Linked DNA regions of Mus musculus: regions 2 and 3 are each linked to region 1. A link is a contact called in public Hi-C and HiChIP or PLAC-seq data. All regions are on one chromosome and are shown on one strand. Each heading gives the region's core, a stretch centred on a gene start, on an enhancer-like site or on the middle of the called end of the contact. The rest is flanking DNA. Distances are from core to core; before and after follow the strand shown.

The links. A called contact is a pair of places that touch in the nucleus more often than the background predicts. HiChIP or PLAC-seq counts read pairs in DNA pulled down with a chosen protein or histone mark.
Region 2: a Hi-C map of stem cell-derived neural stem cells shows a contact between it and region 1, with 3 times the contacts expected there. The contact joins two enhancer-like sites. A contact is called at or near these places in 16 of 39 promoter capture datasets (the 3T3-L1 cell line, 3T3-L1-derived adipocytes, the C10 cell line and 10 more), 3 of 15 datasets of contacts at CTCF or cohesin (the NIH/3T3 cell line, large pre-B cells and pro-B cells), 52 of 484 Hi-C or Micro-C datasets (the 3T3-L1 cell line, 3T3-L1-derived adipocytes, B cells and 30 more), 4 of 115 datasets of contacts at active chromatin or transcription factors (T-cell acute lymphoblastic leukemia, astrocytes, embryonic basal ganglia and 1 more) and 2 of 9 other capture datasets (embryonic stem cells and liver).
Region 3: an H3K27ac HiChIP or PLAC-seq map of embryonic stem cells shows a contact between it and region 1, with 4 times the contacts expected there. The contact joins two enhancer-like sites. A contact is called at or near these places in 2 of 39 promoter capture datasets (cranial neural crest and second pharyngeal arch cranial neural crest), 1 of 484 Hi-C or Micro-C datasets (the N1E-115 cell line) and 1 of 115 datasets of contacts at active chromatin or transcription factors (embryonic stem cells).

What each region holds. Positions count from the first base shown.
Region 1 is chr13:63,328,808-63,333,003 of GRCm38.p6, forward strand. It overlaps Fancc (Fanconi anemia, complementation group C), which reads right to left. Exons shown (of 15, transcript NM_007985.3): 9 at 3,034-3,086; 10 at 1,714-1,813. Among named protein-coding and RNA genes, the nearest start is that of Mir3074-1, 30 kb to the left of the region's middle. Within about 2 kb of position 1,839, at least 55 of the 459 cell types and tissues checked have an H3K27ac peak or open chromatin away from gene starts, as enhancers often do. A contact at or near this core is called in differentiating embryonic stem cells, embryonic stem cells and stem cell-derived neural stem cells, where this site is marked.
Region 2 is chr13:64,033,347-64,037,542 of GRCm38.p6, forward strand. No RefSeq gene overlaps it. Among named protein-coding and RNA genes, the nearest start is that of Gm30999, 21 kb to the right of the region's middle. Within about 2 kb of position 1,930, at least 35 of the 459 cell types and tissues checked have an H3K27ac peak or open chromatin away from gene starts, as enhancers often do. A contact at or near this core is called in differentiating embryonic stem cells and stem cell-derived neural stem cells, where this site is marked.
Region 3 is chr13:64,001,811-64,006,006 of GRCm38.p6, forward strand. No RefSeq gene overlaps it. Among named protein-coding and RNA genes, the nearest start is that of Gm30999, 52 kb to the right of the region's middle. Within about 2 kb of position 1,916, at least 74 of the 459 cell types and tissues checked have an H3K27ac peak or open chromatin away from gene starts, as enhancers often do. A contact at or near this core is called in embryonic stem cells, where this site is marked.

The sequences.
Region 1 (4,196 bases), core at 589-3,088:
CCAGAACCCTTTTGCTGTCCCGTGTGGCTAATCAATGTATTTTGGAGAAACAGGAGTCAGGAATGCAACCTCAGCGTGTGTTTACTGAGGCAGGCAGAAGAGGGGCACACAAGAGTCAGCACCACCAGTGGCTCAAGTATCGTCTGAAGGTGGCTTCACTGCCATGTATGTTATTATCAATAAGTGAAGCAAAGGAGAGAGGGTCAGCATGGACTAAGCAGGACAGCATCATGACCGGGCATAAAGTGTGCACCTGAGTCAGGGGGAGTGAGCCAGTCATACACAGTTCAGTAGGTAGGTTGTCAGGGGCAGCATCAGGATGACAAAATAAATTATTACATGTGGATGTGAAGGCTTTGCAAAGTCAGGAGACGGCTGCTCCCCTGTGTAGAGTTAAAGGCAGCTGAATCCTTATCTTGCCTCAAGCCAGGGCCCAGTGTGTGTCACTCTCACCCCTAGACACATGTGGTCAGCAGACACTATCCTAAACTAAAGGCACCGTTACTCCAGTACCAAGACCAGCAGAGACTTAGGGCAAACCCGGAACAACACTCAAGTCAAGCTGAGGAAAAAGCTTCCTCCTGTCCTCAGTCCCAACTTGGGCATCCTGGGAATCCAAGGATGATGTTAGTTGAAGGCCGTTTGCTCCCTGGGGAACCAAGAGTATGTGAGAGAGGACAGCATACGCTTACAGCTGTGCTCACAACAGTGAGTACCAGCCAGTGCATTGGCCGAGGTTTCCTCCCAGATGCCAGGCTGCGTATGCTCCATCTATTTAACTTCTCCAGGGAAAGAGGGATGGTAAGAATAAACCATGCAGGTTTATAGTTGCCCTAGAAAGCAGAAACCCCTGCTAAAACCCGAGAGACCTCTACAGCCTTGGGCTGAGTAGGATTTTAGTAGGTTGAGCACCTGAGCTCTGCCCTTAGTCAAATGGCAGACAGCATCACAGGGAATGAGGCCACAACCCACAAGAAAGGTGTCTAGAACAGTACTACTCTGAGGAGGCAAGCATCACATAAGCATTAGCCCTGTGGCCATTGGTTACAGCAGCCAAAGCTGTAGATAGGAGAAGCTCCTGTGTATTTTGCCCTTGCAGTTGCTGTCCAACCTCTGCTGATGGGAACCTAGAGTCCTCTGGTCTACTGGAGGCATCTAACCTCCACTCATTCTTCAAATGCCTTCCTTTTCCCATCCCCCTGTCTCCTGAAGCTCTGCTGGGAATAAAGACAGTGATCACTGAGAGCGCCCAGTGTGCCATTCCTATAGTACATCCTGGGTAGACTCCATGTCTCTTATTGGCCACAAGGCCAAATGCAAACAGAAGGACAAACACAGAGGGCCAGGGGGAATTCTCCCCCTAGAGAGCTGGCCAATGTGAAGCCACACTCAGGCACAGCAGTGGGCAGATGGTTCTAGGAACAGGGCATGGGGAAGAAAGACAAACTCCTAAGTTATTTTTAGTGAAAATGTTTCATCTCCACAGGAGTGGTCTTTTGGAAGCTTTCTTTGTGAACAAGACTCCACTAACATTTCTGAAAACAAGGCTGGGAGCGTAGCCAGTGTCAGAGCATGCGCCTAACACGTGTGAGGCTGTGGGTGGTCTCCAACACCAGAAAAATAAAGATCCTTTCAGCTCGTTACCAAATGCCTGTAGCAGCAGTAGCCGGCTTCACTCTGAAGTGACTAAGCAGCATCCCCCGGGTGAGGTACCTGCTTGTTTTCTTTTTTCAGAGCTTCTACCAAGCACGATGTGAAAACCTGAAGAGCAGCTAGTACTTCTGGGGCTCCGTCAGTTTCCAGCAGCACAAACCTGAACAAAGCAAAGGGAGGTGACAGCACCCTGCTGCTCCACACACAATGCAAGCCCATTAGTTCATCAGACTGCAGCTCCTGAGTGAAGGCAGGAGGGAGCAGCCACCCTTCCAGCCTCTCTCATATGGCCTTCCCATGGGTACTTCGGTGTTCACAAACCAGACAGTGCTAGCAACAAGTGTTCTGCTTTTACCAGTGAGGACAGAGCTGCCTGGAGAGTGGAGATTCCAACACACACAGTCAGAATCACCAGAGTGGGGCTGTGGAATTAGATGTCCTTGGTTTAGTTTCCGTGCCCTTTTACACAACTAACTTTTCTTTTTGTTTAAAGAAAGAAATCTCAAACTTGATTATCCCGAAACAAAAACAATAACATGTCTTCTTATACCTGTGGCCATTTAAGTTAAGAGTTGGTATGTTTCAAGAGCAACACAAATGGTAAGGTATTGGTTGTAAAAATTCCTTTCCTGTGTTGGGGCTTGATGGCGCTTGCCTTTAATCCCAGCATTCAGGAGGCAGAGGCAGAGGCAGGTGGGTCTCTGAGTTTAAGGCCACAAACAAACAAACAAACACTCCTTTTCTAGGTCTGGAGAAATGGCTCAGTGGTTAAGAGCACTTGCTGGTTTTTCAGACCACTTGAATTCCATTGCCAGCATCCGTATCAGGCAGCTCACAACCTTCCGTAACTAGCTCCTGGGTCCAACACCTCTGACCTTAGTGTATCTATAGGAATCCATAGGTGCCAACTCTCATGACTTCGGAGCAGAGCCAACTGGTGTGTTACACACTTCTTGTTACTGGTCCTTTAAACAAAGCACAAGTTCCTAGGACCTAGTCTTTCAAATAAAAACACCATTCTGCTGAAATGTGGCGTTTCCTCTGTCTTTCAGAGAGTTCTTTCTGTTCAAAATAGTTTTGTGCCTTTTGGCTTTCTTTAGGTCTGTGACAAAGCCCAGCCAGCCCTCATGTGGTGAAGGGCTGTACTGCATCTTTACTTGGAGCTGGGACAAACGCTGCATGGATATTTCAGTACCCAAATGAATCCCACTTCTCTACCTCATTTGAGTATAAACAGGTTAAAGAATGCCACCACACTCCGGAGGCTGTCTTTTCAATGCACAGCAACTTCTGAGTTTTCACCCCTAACTACCAAGAGCGCAAACCTCTACGTTCCCACACCAGCCAGAGACCAACTGTTCCCAAAGACAGTATATTTACCTGAACATTTCATCAACAATTCTGAAGATGGCAGGTTGGCAGGCTGCTTGAGGCTATAAAAAGAAAAGACCATGAAACAGAGAAATACAAGAGGAACCTATCAATAACAACTTTGGATTATTAGGCAAACGAGAAGTTTGGGGCTGCTCCAGAAAAGTGACACATTCCATTAGGTTAAGAAAAGAAAAAGTACTTGGTACCCAGAAAAACCCATAAAATGCCAGCAGTGGTTCTCTCTGAGCATGGGCTGTGGGCAAACTTTATTTACTTATTTTGTATTCCTGTTATATACCACATTTTCTATAGTAAGCCTGTATGTAAGAATAAGTTTCATGAGTGGTTAAGAAGCACTTTATGACAACAGGACTCAGGCCCTACTCAGCAGCACACTCCACCTGCTGACCTTCACCATCCACCTCCCCACCATCCTCGTCCCATAGTTGGTAATGAGCACCTAAGAATCAGGTGGCCACCACTATTGGGTACAGTTAGCAGTTAATGGAAAGTACAGCCACGTGACACCCGGTGAAAGCTCCCCAATCTTTTCTAGAATACCCTGTCAGTAGGATTTAATGGTTTCAGTCTATAGAAACTGGCTTCCTGAGGCCTAGGAAGAGCCTGCTTACTTATATTTTTAGTCAGAGCTTAAAACTTGAGTTTATGATAGATTTTTTTAAAAAGCCTATTTGTATTATAAAACATTTCACAATGGCATCCAGAGATAAGTAGGCCAGGCTCCAATAAAGGGAATTTCTGGAGTAATTTTGTGTTTGCTATGACTAGCTTTGGGAAACATTTTTTTTCTAGCCACCTTGGATCCTGTGCATCACTTTTCTGACTTTTCTGAACCACCCTGAAGAAAGTTGAGTGTTTCTTTGGCTTTCCCACTTAATAGTTAATTCTGCCATGGCAGCTTAACTTGCAACATGGAGTATGTGCCATCTAGTGGCCATACATGACCATTACAGGCTGCCACACAAATGATGGGAGGCTGTCCTTTTCATCAAAGACATTTATGATTTGCACGCTAATGCTTTCTCCTTTTCAAATAAAGCAACCCATGATCTCTAACCCTTTGTCAACGTACATCTTTCTCCAAATGAAGCAAACCTAAAATCCTCATAAACTTGTTACCTACTTAAGAAATTAACAACAGAAGAATG
Region 2 (4,196 bases), core at 680-3,179, 700 kb after region 1:
AGCAACACAGAGCTCTAAGTTGGGCTCAGCCCTAAATACAGCAGGTGTGGTGGTATACACCCGTAACTCCATCACTTAGGCAGGAAGGTAAAAAGTTCACAGTCATCCTCGTCAGCATAGATGACTTCAAACCGACCTTGGAAAATAAAAATGGCTGGAGAAACAGCTCACTCCTGACTCCTGGGTTTGATTTCTCAGATCTAGCCCTGGCCGTATGGTCTCCAGTCACCTCTGTCACAAAAGCAAGGTAGTCCTTGCTCTTCACTCCCTGGACCAAGATGAATGGGATCTTCAATGTGGCTCACAGTGCTGGCCCCAACTCCTTTCCTGTTCTTCCTTCCTGAATCACACGTCCTACGACCCTACCTCCAGACAAGTGAGGACACCTGAAAATGCTGTTCTCCCAACCAGTAGGACCCACAGCAGCTTCAGGGTGACAGCAGCTGTGGTTAATCTCTCCACCCTCTTGCTTATCTTGGTTCATGTGGTTGCTTGAATCCGAATATGATCCCCATAGGGTCCAGAATCTGGCCCTTCGTTGGCAGTGCTGTGTTGGAAGGCTGCGGGACCTTGAGGAGGTTAAGCCTGGCTGGAGGAGGTGGTCGTGGAGGGATCAGCTATGGCTTGACGGTGGGATTCTCTCTAGCTGCTGGTTAAAATAAAGCCTTCCTCCTGTAAGTTGAGCCTTGCCAGGCATCTGGCCATAGCGAATGAGAGAAATGGATGAAGTAGTACTGTGATCCTGTCATACGAATGCCTTTTGAACCCTGGGAAATCTGGCAACTGAGAGAGTTCACATTGATGTCTCTTACATCATAGCTGGTCTGGGAATCAGAGGATCAGGAGTAAAGAAATTGTCCAATGTGGGAACAAGAGTTTTTTCAGAAAATGGCACAAGCTCTGAAAGAAATGGAATCGTGATGTAGGAGAGAACCCAGCGCCTCCTGGGATACCCAGGAAAAAAGTGGTTTTTTTAAGAGTCTGTGAGCTGAGACCTGAATGACAAGTAGTGGCTGCCATGTGAATTTGGGACAGGAGTGTTCCAGGTAAAATAATAAGCAGATACAAAGGCCCTAAGGTGAAAATGTGCAGGTCCCTGAAGTACACCAGGGCCAGTGCCCTTGGAGAGGGATGACTGATGGAAGCGAATCTGTGAGGGACAGTGTTGCTCAAGTGTGGAAGTCCAGCATATACTCAGTGCGATTGTCTCCTTTGTTCAGCGATGTCCACACACTCCCAAGCTTCTTGCACTGAAGTCATAGGGGAGTTACATAAGTCAGAAAGTCCATTCGGATCACAGAGGGAAGAGAGGACAAGGGCAAAGAAGAGAACTTCATCTGGAACCCATGGAAAAGCTTGTGGAGTGTTCTAGACAAGGGTGGCTAGCTTGAACCTCATTTATTCTTGTTTACACTGCATGTCCACAAGCATGCATGTTTACTCACAGAAGTCAGATAGGACGTAGAATCCTCTGGAATTGAAACTACAGGTAGTTGTGAGCTGCCAGACATAGGTTCTGGGAACAGAACCTGGTTCTTTTAGAAGAGCAACAAGCACTCTTAGCCAATGAGACATTTCTTCAGTCCTCCAAAAATTTCTGGTTTTTAGAAAGAAAATGTGGCTATAGCCACAGCCCTCTTAACAGTTCATGGGCTAGTTCTGCCATCGTGCAGAGCCTGCTACAGTGAGGGAGTTGGGGGGTCGGGAGAGTGTAAGGGAAAAAGCATAGTTGCCTGCCCTCCAAGCTGTCAGAGTCCCAGACACCACGATCAGCCACCTCTGGGATTTTGCTGAAAGATAAACACTGATAAGGCCTGCAGGTCATCCCCAGCAGCCAAGGCCCCCAAGCTCGCTGAGAGGAGGTGGTGCTCCCAGAGCTGAGTCGACAGAAGCCAGGACTGCACGTGCTTCCCTTCAGAGGGAAGCTGCGGCTGGCCACCCACCCTGGGTCTGCGCTGCCCCAGGATGGATCCCCCCCAGAGGGAAAGCATTGTTTGTGTCCTTCTCTGAGAGGCCAGGAGGTCAGGGACAAAAAGTCTCCGGCAGACTGACAGGTTTGGGGTTGCATCTACACAGAACTGTGGCAGAATTTCAATCTCCATTAGCAAAAAAACAAAAAACAAAGCAAAACTATGCTACAAAAGCTACTAGTGAACACACCATGTCCGGGGCAGGGTAAACATTAGAAGTATGTCTGAATTTACCAGAACTGAGCAGTGCCTGCTGGGATGGGCAAGCCTTTGAAGTTAGCTTCTTACGGAGGAACAAACCAACAATAGTAGCAGCAACAACAAAACCCCACAGACTCTCTAAAACTAAATTACTAGAGTGATGTGGGCATCCCTCCAACCTGACCATAGTCGCCCTCCACTGCTATGGGCTCCATTCTACAGGCCTAACTAGCCAAGGATCAAAAATTTCACATTTGGGACTGCAGATGGAACTCAGTTGTTGGGGTGTGTGCTTAGCAGACACCAAGCCTTGTGGTTTGACCCCAGCACCACTTAAACAGCATGGAGTACACACCTGAAGTACCAACACTAAGGAGGAAGGTTTAGGAAGATCATAAGTTCAAAGCCATCCTTAGATAGTCAGCAAGTTTGAGGCCAGCCTGGGCTTCGTTAGAGCCCTGTATAAAACCAAAACAAGACAAAACAAAACAAACAAAAACCCTCAAAATGGCATATGTTTTAATATGTATACTTTAGTTTCTGAAAATCCAACATAACAACTTTTTAGGCAACATTTGGCTATTATATTCACGCTGAGCTACTTAGGGATGGTGGGGTGCACATCACACTTTTTATGAGGGGCAAAGTACACTCAGATTTTTATTTGAGGCCTGAGGTGGAGTGCCAGCCCGTGGATGACTCTCTTGCCAGCACTGAGGGATGATCATAATTTATGCTGAAACTGTCCACACAGGGCCTGTGACATGCCCCTCTAAAAACAGGATGAAGGTTAGGCATCCTTGTCTGACCCTAGAGAGACTGACCTAACAATGATGCCCATAATCAAACTCACAACCCTCTCAACAGTTTTTTGTTTTGTTTTGAGACAGGGTCTCAAGTAGCCCAGGCTGGCCTCAAATATGATTAGTAGCCAAGGATAAATTTGAACTTTTAATCCTCTAGAGTGCTTGGTGCATGGCGCTCAGTCTAGCGTTCGCACAGTGCAACACTGCCCTCTGGTGGTCAGTAGAAGACAACGGCCTGATACTTCAGGGACAGGTTCTCACCAGGGGTCCTCACTCTACCTCCTCTGCTCCTTAAACAATGTGGAGATTGAACTCTAAAGTCTGCCTTCCTGGAATGTCGGTGGGAGGTGGATTCTGGGCATCTGGTGATCCAGGAAGGCGATTCTGGTCGAGGAGCTCTAGGGGGTTTTCGTCTTGGTGTTTAGGCTTGGAAAGTCTAGTCTGTGATGCTGGGTAATCCTGAAAGGCTGATCCAGAAGCAAAGGAGGCAAAGAATTAAAACCTGTGCTGCCTATGAGACGGGACTTGTGCAAAAGCTGCACACATGGTGCTAATAACTACAACGAGAAGGACTGAGAACAAGAGTGACTGCCTGGTTTCATTGGGATTTTTCTCGTTTAGTGGGTAAAGGTGCTTGCACCAAGTCTGACCACCTGAATTCAGTTCCCAGAACCCACATGGTAGAAGTCCCAAAAGTTCTCTTTTGGCTTCTGCATGTTTGTGCGTGCACACTCAATAAACAAATGTTTAGAAAATAGAGGGAGTGTCTCCAAAAGCCCCATTCCCTTCCACTGCTCTTCAATCCAGCCCAGTCAGGCTCTGAAATCTCACCACTGCATTTTGGGTGTGAGGCACAGAGACACCCTAGTACTGTCTGGGCATAGCTCGAGGCCTAGACTAGACTGCTCTCAGCAATGAGGACTGGCAGAAGTCAAAGACAGATTCTGTCCTTCAGCTGAGCCCAGCTCTGGCCTCTGGAGAGTCCTTTCTCCTTCTGGTTTCTGACTTGTCACTGTCTCCTGCAAGCAGCCCTTCTCCATCGCAGTACATTCAGCCTGGCGTATCCTGGCTTTGCTATGCTCCCAGTTTGCAGAGGCTGTTCTCTGTTCAGTGTCCAGTCTCTCCATGTCCCATCCCCACATCCCGAATAGCACATCTATTCACCCCTCCTGATCTTCTGGAGTCAGCTCCTTGGGTCAGCCACTAACCTGCCGACTGG
Region 3 (4,196 bases), core at 666-3,165, 670 kb after region 1:
TACAATCTGACCTTAGCTACTTGTTCTCCATGCTCTTAAGTACACCTGACCGTATCTTTGTATGGGGGAATCTCCTTCCTCTCCCTGTAGTCTCTGTTCCCAACGACTGGCCTAGCACTGAGCCACTCCAACACCATTCTTTCCCTGCCCCTCCATCCCTTGTCTGCAGAATAGTCAGGGACACCGCCTGCCCCCAGCAGACGTCCTTTGTCTTTTATTAAACAGAATACAGGGCAACTCGGTCTGAGATGGAAAATGACTATATTTATTCTTCTCCTCTGCAAGATGCCCACCCCGATGGTTCTGCGAATAGCTTCCTAATCCAAGAGAGACTCTGTCACAAGGACCAAATCTCACAATCCATGCGAAGCAATTATGGAAAAGACACACACACACACACACACACACGCACACACGCACACACACACACCCTGCTGGATTGTCCAGGAACCCATTCCCTCTTAGCACATACCAACTTCAACTGATACAACTTCAAAACACAGATTCTGGTTTTAATTACTTCGATTATGTGGAGTTAAGATGCCAACATTTTTTTACTTTTGATCTTTGTCTCGCTAGAACTCATCACAGCAGGAGAGACACTTACTCATCTATCAGTAGCAAAGACCCACTGCTGTTCAGCAACAGCCCTGAGGGGCTGCATGGGGCAGGGTAGAGAAAATGTTAGAAAAGAATGAGAGGACAAAGGCCAATCACTCGTGTTATCTCTCCCATGTCTGTCCTCTTCCTCTGTTCATCTATAAACAGTTATTGAGCACCCTGGACAGGCACCAGGCATCTAGGAAGACCCTGGTGCATAAAGCCCACAGACTCCCGCTCTCAAATGTGCACAGTCCAGCTACTCAGCATTGTGTGCAGAGACTCCAGAAAGACAGGTGACTCTGAGTACTCGAGCCTGTCCCAGAGCTGGTTTCTGACAGGATTTGGGTTTCTAACAAGGTTTCCTTTTGGAGCTAAAGCTGGAATAGTGAAGACTGAGATTCTTGGAAGATTTTGATCAATAGGTAGGCTGGAAGGGAAGCCGGTGAAAAGACCAGACAAGCTCCTCAACTTCCCTACTACAAAGGGGACAAGGGACAAAGCACCTAGGCAAAATCGGAGGGCAGTGGAGTCCTGAGGGGGTTTCCCCCTGTTTACTGGCATTTCTAAGAAGACCCTGGTTACAGCAGCTAGAGTGACACACTCAGCTGCCTCCAATCGCCAAGTGCTGACCACAACTGCTGGCTGCCTGGCACCATTTGGTCAGGGACCAGGAGGAGGAGGGTGAGCCACAGTGGGTGGCGTTGGTGGCTCCTTTCTGTTGGTGGGCCTTTTCTCTGCCTTAGGACCTGTCTTGTGGAAGGGAGGGCAGGGAGCCTTCACAGCCAGCAAGCCTCTGATCAGTTTATTTATTTAAACAGCAAACATCCTGCCTGCCATGGGGCCTCTCCGTGGAGTGAGGGCTGTTCCTGAATGGGACAGACGCTGTGTCTTCACAGAGACCACCCACATGGCTGGGAGGTTTATGCCTCCATGCAGGGGAAATGACAGCCTGTGTTTTCAAGCACCACAGCTGCCCAGGAATGTGTGTGTTGCCAGCCGCACCCAGACACACCAACAGGCAAAAGTTGCCTCCTCCTCGGGCTTTCTCCTGGGCTCTGCTTTCTTTTGTTTTGTCTTTAGAGTTTTTATTCCTCTCAGCTGCAACGGTAATAAAGAAAAGCATATCATAACACAAAAAAAAAGAAAAGAAAGAAAGGAAGAAAAGAAAAAGAAAAAGAAAAAGAAAAAAGAAAGAAAAGAAAAAGTTAAGCCTTCTCTCTCAGAAGGAAAAGAAAGACTTGAATAACCAGAAGGTCACTAGAAAAGCAAACAGGCAGGGACTGTTTGTGGAGGACCCAGATGGGCGTCCAAAAATCCTTTCCAAAGTGCAGACAGAGAACAGGGCTGAGGTGTCTGTGTGGGGCTCACCAGTCAGCAACTTATATCCTGATCCCAAACCCCACAGGTCACCCAGAAACACACAGGTGATTTGGGAAACCTCAGACCTCACTGAAATAAAGTCAAACAAGGCCCTCGTTAGCATCGGTGTTTGTTCAGCATGTCCTGTATCCATGTGTTTTCCTACCAGATGAGCAATGTCTTAAATCGGCAATTACTGACCAGATTTTTATCGTATTTGTGATTGCAAAGTTGAGGGAGATTGAGCATTTAGTTGTTTTCCATTTGTTTGGGTTTTTCCTGTGTCCCCTTGGCCACGTGCACACTCCGGGAGCCATTAATCCTTTGCTTCTAAGCAGCATGGCTAACCATATGGTCAGCTGTGTCTTCAAAAGTAGTGTTGGTTTTGGACTTGGGAGTTACAACCCACACCCCAAGTCTGACCAGTCATTCTTAGTAAGCCATACTTTTCAAAAAAGCCAAATTTAAAAAAGCAAAGCAGAGAACAGAGATTTATTCAGCAAAGGGACAAAGATCCAGCAAACCCATAAAGTACATATTTGGGATCCAGAAGTGAGATCAACATATAAATAAAGAGCCAAGGATGTGCACATCTCAGCAGTCCAGTCAATGTGAGGTCTGACTCACCACTGACCCACCAGTGTCTGATATGTGGTCTGACAAGTTGTGAGAACTCTTTCTGGGAGTCAAGCTCACCCTTCAGCTAGTGCCTTTTCCTTCTCCCTACATGAGAGCCGGGAGAAATTCCCACCTCTGTGGGATACATCGTCTCAATTATCTGATGGTCAGATTGAAAGACAAAAGTCTCTTTAGAATATCTTCATTTTTGCCAGGCTGATTTCAATGTCAGACCAATATCCAAATTCCTCCAATAATTTCCCAAATATGATGGTCATATGTAATACACAGATTGAGAGAAATTTGTCTTAAAGACAATTTTTCATTCTCTGAGGGTTAATTGTGTTTTGTTAACAAATTTTATGTTAGAACAGTTTTAAGTTTATGACATAAAGGAATTTAGCATAGAGTCCCCACATATCCTTGCCTTAACACATGCAATTCCCCACCACCCGCCTCCTACCCAATGTTGGGCATTTGTTACCATTAAGACCCCACAGCAGTATGCTATCATTACCTCTCATGAGAGCACACAGCAGTATGCTATCTTTACCCCGTATCACCAGCTCAACAAGGATCACTCAGGACGTTGTGCATTGTGTGGGTTCTGATGAAGTACAAGACCCTGTATTCACATTGTATTTCTCATAGAGCAGTCACATTGCTCTGGAACCCCCCAGTCATCCACCAGTGCAAAGCCCGTTTCTCAAGAACACTCAACTTCAACATGTAAAACATCTTGTGGGAAACACACATGCCTCTCCTCTGCTAAAACAGAAATTCTAAACCTTAAGCTGGAAGATGGCTGCGGTTCCAACTGCTAGTATACCTGATGCTGAAATCACCCTTCAGTTGGAGCCCTGAACACAAGCTCTGACATCATTAGTGATGAGTGTTTAGGAACTGGCCCTGACACCCCACTCAATGACCTGGAGACATCCATGTGTCCCCTAATGAGACATCTGAGTTTCTACTGTTGGAAGCTCTGTATATGCTCTAATGTCTGGATCCATCTTCAGAGCCTCCTCTGCAGTATATTTTGACTAAAGCCATGAAGAGACAGGGCAGGAGGAAACATGCAAATGAGAAAAAGGATGAGGCCAGAGATAAACTGATCGCCAGACTCAGTACTCCACAAACACAATGCCCCACAGACACAGTGCTCCACAGACACGGGTGCAATGGGCTAAGGAAAACACAGGAAAATGACACAGTCCATGGTATCACCTGGGAGGTACCAGGTATGGTCTAGGAAGAATAAAGTTTAGGCTCAGTTGGCCACAATATTTCAGTCATTTCCCACCTGGATTTAGGCCAAGCTACTCCAGGGTTCATAGCCTTGGTGTTCGGTCTCCAAGGTGCATAGGTCAATTTGTTTGGGCAACTAGACAGCCAGAAAGTATAAAGGATGCTTTACCATGGCATGCATGGAACGTTTATAAAGGAGCGCTATTCCATCATTATCTCTTTTCTACAAAAGGAACCGAGTATGTGAGATAAATTTAGACAGGTAGCTGAGGAAAAAAAAATTCTCATCACATTTGAAAAGTTTTCATAATACAAGGGAGAAAAAAAGGGAAAGGAGTAGAAGTGGGGATAGGAAGAAGAGAGGATGA